Regions from separate parts of the Canis lupus genome. Here region 1 is linked to region 2. A link is a contact called in public Hi-C data. All regions are on one chromosome and are shown on one strand. The core of a region is the stretch at or near the end of the contact, and the rest is flanking DNA. Distances in the headings are between cores, read along the strand shown.

What was found. A called contact is a pair of places that touch in the nucleus more often than the background predicts.
Region 1: a Hi-C map of blood shows a contact between it and region 2, with 2.9 times the contacts expected there. The contact joins the promoter of SH2D3C here to the promoter of PIP5KL1 in region 2. A contact is called at or near these places in 2 of 9 Hi-C or Micro-C datasets (both in blood).

What each region holds. Positions count from the first base shown.
Region 1 is chr9:55,712,860-55,716,318 of UU_Cfam_GSD_1.0, reverse strand. It overlaps SH2D3C (SH2 domain-containing protein 3C), which reads right to left and starts at 2,011. Exons shown (of 12, transcript XM_038549278.1): 1 at 1,975-2,011. The coding sequence starts at 2,011.
Region 2 is chr9:55,576,744-55,580,623 of UU_Cfam_GSD_1.0, reverse strand. PIP5KL1 (phosphatidylinositol 4-phosphate 5-kinase-like protein 1) reads right to left here and starts at 1,674. Exons shown (of 11, transcript XR_005364954.1): 1 at 1,645-1,674; 2 at 669-872.

The DNA.
Region 1 (3,459 bases), core at 762-3,261, 140 kb before region 2:
TCTGCCTCTCTCTCTCTCTGTAACTATCATAAATAAATAAAAAATAAAAAAAAAATACATGTTGTTCCTCTTACTGAGGCTTCAAGGGGGGCTCAGGGCTGTTATGATATAACACAGCAGCTCTAGAGTCACACAGCCCTGGGCTTCAGTCCCTCCGCTTGCACATCCTAGCTGTGTGACCTTAGGCAAGTCGCTTGACCTTTCCGAGCCCCATTTGCCACATCAGCAAAATAGAGATTGTCGTACCCACCTCCTATGGACAGCAAGAGGACTGAAGGAAAGCATGTAAATAACACACTTAGTAGGGTGCCTGGCACCCAAAATAGCTTCACAAGTAACATAGATAATGATGGTGATCACCAGAAATGCCTCTGATGGGTCAGCTATGCTTCAGACGTCACCTCACTGAATTCCCAGCACAGTTCAATGGCAGGAGTTTAATTTCCCTTTTTGCAGATGACACGGGCCATGGAAGGCACCACCAGGGGTGGCATAGGCAGCAGGTGAAGTGTATTTGTGTGTGTGTGTGTGTGTGTGTGTGTGTGTGTGTGTAGGGGTGGAGGGCAGAGGGGCAGGGAGGGGGGCTGTTCGAGCACCTGGGCGGGGGATGAACCGAGAAGGAGGTGGTTGGGAACCCGAGGGGCCCACTCTGTGGTTCTGTCCTTCCTGTCAGCTGAGCTCCCGTCCCGACTAGGGCGGCAGGGCTCGGGTGATACCATCTCCCTCATTTCCGCAGGGGAGCGTGAGTTCCCTCCGCCCCCGCCCCGCCCCCAGCCGTGGGAGTGCCCCCCCCCAAAGCCACCGCGTCGACAACCCCCTGGCCTCCAGATGAGTGAAAAGGGAAAATCCTGGCATTTTCACTTCCTGGGCCCACTCTGCCTCCTCGGGTCCTCACCACCACGTTGGACTATATAGGAGGATGCCCTCATTGGTGAGAGAGCAGGCTGAGGCCCAGAGAGGGAAGGGACTCACCCAGGATCACACAGCAGGGCTGAGCCTGGATGAGGGCTCAAGGCTCTGGACTGCTGGGGTCAGTGTTCTAGGGCTTTCCTTCCCAGCCCACCCCCTACTTGGTCTCAGCCTCTGCCTTCAGACAAACTGTTGGAAAATTCTGATGCTCTGCGCTTAGCTATGTCATGGGCCAGAAATGTGCCAATTGCCAGGAGGGGGACCAAGAACTGTGGTCTCCTGACCACCGGAGTTGGGGTTGGGGGTATCTGGAGGAAATAGTAGAGCAGGACAGGGAGGGAAACCGAGGCCGAGTCCAGGGACATGGGATTGACCTGCCGGGAAGCCCCATATGATCTCAGGCAAGTCTCTGAGCCCCAATATTTTCATCTGTGGGATACAGTCATAATCCTGGCCCTATATGCTCCCCCCCTCACCCCCCGTGCTATCAGATGGAAGGACTCAGGGGAAGCAGAAGTTTGCTGAGACCAGGAAGGGACTGACCTGGGGAAGCAGTGATAGTGGGTGTGACCCCCTCATGGAGTTGCACTGGGTCCCAACATCACTGCTCTTGGGGAGTGACGTGGGACAGCATCCCATGGTGCACCGTACCCTCTCCAGCCCCAGTAACTTCCAACCAGAGCACCCTCCTCCCTCCCCCATGTGAACCAGCCCCAGAGGCAGGGCATGGAGTGTGTGGAGCTTTCCCCTTGCTCAGCCATGGGGTCCAGGGAAACCGGAGGTGGACACACAGACGAATGCAGGGACAGAGGAACAGAGATGGGCAGGGTCAGACAAGAAGCAGAGATAGAGAGCCAAACCAGCCGGAGACAGAGAAGAGCTACTGGACCACAGTGACGGAGGGGTGGAGACAGGGAGTCCAGAAGCAGGGAGCTCTGGAGAGGAGCAGAGATGGAGAGAAAGAATTAGAAAGGAGACAGTGATGAAGAAGCAAGTGCAGACAGAGGCCGAGCTGGAAGGATAGACAGAGGATGAGAGACAGTGCAGAGGGCACCCCGCACTCACTGAACTTTCTGCTGGCTTTCTTGGGTCCCTCTGTCATCTTGGCAAGTACCGCAGAGCCCCTGGCCAGCTCCGGACATCAATGCTGAGGTTCCTCCCTCACCTCCCCTTCCCCTTTCTCGCACCCTCTCACTCGCTTCCTCTGTGTATTTTTAAACCAGTGAAACTCCCACAGCTCCACCCTCCCCATCCTCTCCACAGGGGGCGGGGGCCAAGGCCTCCCCTAGTCTGGGCCCCTGTGGGCTGCCTTCTTGGCCTTGGCTGTGTGGGGGGCAGGGGGCAGACCACAAGCCCATGGGACCTGGAGGGCCTGGGAGACAAACCACAGGCCCAGGGAATGGAGCCTGCTGGGGGGGGGGCGGGGGGCGGAGAGACCTGCCAAAGGCTGTCAGGGGGTCTGGCCAGCGGCTGGAAGGGTGCTGGGAGTCAGGCCTGCCCACAGGGCAGTTTGTTCTAACTCTCGGTGTCTGGGGGAAGGACTGGCAGCAGTGAAGAGTGTGGTGGTTAGGCCTGTGGCCCTGGGACCACCCAAATCAACGTTCCAGTATTGGCTGTCTACTTTGTCATCTTGGCTGGCTGCTTGCCCTGTGTGATCCCGGCCAGGCCACTGACCTCTCTGAGCCTCAGGTTCCTCACTGTGAGCAGGGGGTATTTGCCATGCCTACCTCACAGGGTCCAGTGCTTGGTGCAAAGCCTGGCACAGAATGAGTGCCTGCCATGGCATGATCATTCCCTCTTAAGCCAGCAGAGACATGGTGGTAATTTGGTCCCCCACGCCCATTGGACGTGGGGAAACCGAAGAACAGATGGGCAGAGGGATTGTCCCAGGTCATATGGCAGGTTGATGGCATAGACTGGGTTACATCTGACCCATTTAGGTCCTAAGCCCACAGCTCGGTGGTTTTCCACCCTATAACATGTGTGTGTATGTACGTGCGCACACATATGTATGCTCAAGTGGGCAGGAGAGAGATGAGGAAATGAAACTGCCCAACACAGGTTGTCCCAGACACCTGCGGACGCTGTCAGCTGCTGCTGGTGTTGAGGTGGCCAGGGGTTGTTCAGATCCCAGCTCTGTGTACTGCAAGCAAGTTACTGCTGCCTCTGAAGCCCCAGTCACCCCATCTCTAGAATGGGCACACATGCAAGGTACTCCGTTAACCCACAGAGGCCCTAGCATGATTGGACATAATTATCCTGGCCCCCAGGCTGGCAAGAGGGAGTCCAAGGTCAGATGGGGCCCTTCCTGCATCCTCAGTAAAAAACAATGATGACTAACATCTTCTGATCACTTGGTACATTCCAGCCAGAGCTCAGTCCTCCTGCCCTAGGAGATAAATGTTTCTCTCCTCCCCATTTTATAGATGTGGAAACTGAGGGCCTCCCCCAAAGTCAGCTTACCTGGAATTAGGACCTGCTGAGGGCCTAACTTCCACACCCACAGCTCCAGAGCTGCCCCTGCCCCCTGCAGCTGGATGATGGGCCTTG
Region 2 (3,880 bases), core at 425-2,924:
TAGCAGGATCCTGAAGCCATGCTGAGTACTGGAGAGCCATGGAAGACTGTCAGCAGGTGATAAGATTTAGAAAACATCCCTCTCCTCTCCGCCTCAAGCTCCTATACTCTTCTTGGACTTCTAGGTCCTTGTGCCAGGACTCGGCCTGTGGGATGTGGTCACACTGCACATGTGTGTGCACACACACAAACAACACACATGCTCACTCTGGCCCATCCAGCTGCTGAGCTTGCAGTTGGGTGACCCTTTCTGCTGAGCCAGCCTGGCCCCAGCCTGAGCTCCAGGACAGATGGGCCAGGCTGGCAGGGTGGGGGTGGAGTCCCTTCTCAGCCATACACCCTAGCAGAACTAGGAGGGTTTCAGAGACCAAAGAGTATAATTGCCTCACCCATTACACAGATGGAGATGCTGAGGCCCAAAGAAGCAGAGGCTTATCTAGAGTCATAACAAACACCCAGGTCAAGGGGTTCCTCACATCCCCAATACACACTGGACTTCCCTGGCCTCAGCCCCCACCCCAGCATGTCCCTCCCTTCCTACACCAAGCCCCTGATTTCCTCCTTTTATAGCCCTCTCTGATCCCCAATGCTGCAGTATTAGCAGGACAGGGCATCAGCATAGTCTTGCCCTCAGCACCTCAGAGGTGCAGATGGAGATGGGCCACTCACTGTGGTTGGGTGGTCCATGGAGACCTGGGTGGCAGCCCACAGCCCTGCCTGCATCATGCATGTCAGCTGGTGCAGCTCATGCCCCGGGCCAATCTCAAACAGGCCAATGCGAGCCTGCTTGTCTCGGAGACGCCAGAGGAGGCCACAGCGGCCAGAGGTCGAGGTGGCTGCTCTGCATCCAGCCTCTGGGGAGGGGGCCAGGACCTGGTGGCAGGAGGCACAAGAAGCAATGAACACACGGAAGCATCGCAGAGGGGAAAGACTTGGGTTTGAATCCCACCTCCAGTACATGTGAGCCCTCCTATTATCATTCCCTGCCTCAGTTTCCTCAGTTGTAAAACACGGATAATGCTGGTACCCACCTCACTGGGTGTTGTGATGCAGTCAGCACCCAGACTAGAATGATGGTTATTATTATCAGTAGGTAGAGGATGCTTTCCACAGCCAAACCTGTCTCTCACCATCTGTATGATCCTAGGTAAGTCACCTAACCCTTCTGCATCTCCTTTTCTCATCTGTGAAATGAGAACTATAATAACCCCTTGGCATTTTGAGCTCCATGCACAGGAACCCTTGATAGTAGGAGCTGTGACGCCAGGGACTCCTCTATTCCACTCCTGATGCGAAGTTCCTCCAGGCCGAGCAGAGGATCAGCTGGAAGCTGAGCTCGTAGCAGCTGACCCATTAGTAGTGGGCACCCACCATGTACCCAGCACTGGCCAAGAGCTTGACCCGCTAGCAGCACAGTGAAGGAGCTTTTTCCCCGGATAAGAAAACTGAGCAAGTTCTCTGGGGACACCCACCAGACTTCCCCCTCCATACCTGCGGGCCCCGCGTGGGGCGTGTCCTGGTCCCCGCCCAGAGCTGGACCCTCCTGGCCTTGGATGGGGGTGTGTCCGCGCCGCACGGGTATCGGAGGCCTGGGCCCTGTCCCCCAACCCTTCCCTTTCCTGTCCTCTCTTGCGGCCGAACCTACCTCGCGGGGCCCCGGGCTCGGTGCGGCCATCGCCCCCGCAGCAGCTTCCCGGGCTCCAGCCGCGTCCCCGCCGCCGCGCTGCAGGAGCCGGTCCCCGCCCCGGCTTCTGGGCCGACCAATAGGGCGGCGCCGGTCACGGCTGCAGCCAATCCGCGCGGGAGGCGCCGGCGAGCGCCTGCGGAGCCCGCCCCCGGAGCTGCAGCATCCTTCAGGCCGCTGTCCCGGCTGGGGCGGGGCCGCCACGCGTGGCACGGGGTCGCCAGGAGGGAAGATCTCCCCTGTCCGTCTCCTGAAGCGGAGGACTCAGGTCTCGGGGCCGCTTGGGGAGGCGGGAACCTGAATCGAAATCCCGCCCACCCACTCTGGCGTGAAATTCCCACAGACTGTCCCTCGGGCGAGGAAACTCAGGTCCAGAGAGAGAAGTGAGTACCTCCAGGTCACACAGGAAGTCTGGCGCATGCATTCATTCAGTCTATTTTGATCGCTCACTATGGGCAGGAGCCCTGCTAGGCCCTGGGGATTCAGTGGTGAGTGAGAGGAACACAGCTGCCAGCCTCATCTTTTAAAAGCATAAATCGGATGATGTCACTCTCATGCTTGAAGCCTCCAGTGGCATCCCTCTGCACTAGAACAAAATCCACACCCCTCGCCACGGGCCCCAGGCCCATCTCAAACCACCCTGCCTACACCCGCCCAACAGCCAGCCACAAGGGGATCCCCCACCCCTCCTTAGGCAGAAAATTCTTTCACAGCTGGGGCTTTTGCAGGTGCCCTTCCTACTGCTTGAAATCCTTTCCCCTATTCTTTCTTGTCATTCTTTTCACCTTGCTCGACTCTCTAAGTGTCCTCTCATTCTTGACCACATCACCTTGTGTTATTTTCTTCATCACCCTTAACACTGTCAGAAATTGTCTTGTTCATTATATTCCCCCACCACCACCAGGATGGGAGCACCAGAAGGGCAGGAACCGTGCTGGGCTCACTTCTTGGCTCAGTGCCTGGCACAAACCAGTATTTCATAAGTATGTGTCGAGCCACTGTGAGTAGGATGTGCAAAAGGCTTCAGTGAATCCCAGGAAATGAAAGGTAAGGGTAGCTGGAGTGAGAAGTGAACAAAGATACATGCAGGTTCTTTCAGATCATGTAGGGAGGGGGTGGGAACCCAGGCAAGCATTATATGTAGAAGATGTTCAGATGTTCTTAAAAAGGTCATGGTTGTTATGTATAGTCACATTGGAGGGGCCAGAGTAGGAGGGGGTGAGGAATCTTTTGATGACTTAGGGCAGAGAAGAGTGGATTTGCATTGGGAAGGTGACTGGTGGGGGAGGGGAGGAAGGAGGGAGAACAGACAGGATTTGGGGTTGTGTGGATGCGCGCTAGGAGGAGGAAGCCAAGGTCAATAATATTGGCCAGGCTTCTGGCTGGGTTTGGGGCCATAGGATGATGCCAGTCATGGGAGGGGGCAAGGCATGAGGGGAGGAGGAGTCTGGGAATTCAGATCATGACAGGATGAATTGGAGATGCCACTATGACATCCAACGGCAGATAACTGGTGCATGAGCAATATGTTGGGGCTCAGGAGGTGAGCCTGGCTAAGGACAAGTGTGGGGTGGGAAGGCTTGTGACCAAGTCCCAAGGAGCCCACCATCTCATGGCAGAAGTGGAGCAGGGAGACATGAAGTATGAGAATGAGCCTCATAGACACTGAGAGCATCTGAAAGTACATCTGGGGGGATGTCACAGGCCAGCATGGGGTCACCAGTGGTCTGAGTGGGTGCAGCCCTCCCAAGTGACACTGAGGGCCATGAAGGTGAGGAACAGCAGGCAGCAGGTGTGGACACCCTTTTGGGAATTTGGCTATTTGGGGTAGGTGGGGGGAGACCTGGAGGGAATTACTGGGCTGATGGACAGTCCTTTACGTGGGGCCTCTAGCACACTCTTGAAACACAAGAAGGATCCTGGTGAGAGGCAGAGGCTGTCCCCAAGCAAGGGGGACCATCAGACAGGATACCACCGCTACAGCATGGGGGAGAGGGTGGGACAGGTGAGGGCAAGGCAGGTGTGCCTGTGGTTGGCCTCTGCTAACTGAAGTGAATATCATCCCAGGTATGACAGAAGCTTGAACTAGGCACTGAGGACGGGAGACCCAGCTGCATGGGATGAGGGGTGTGGTGGGATTGCTGGGGAGACAGGGTTGGGCCTGTCAGTCAGCCTGACCAGAGTCAGCCCGACCAGA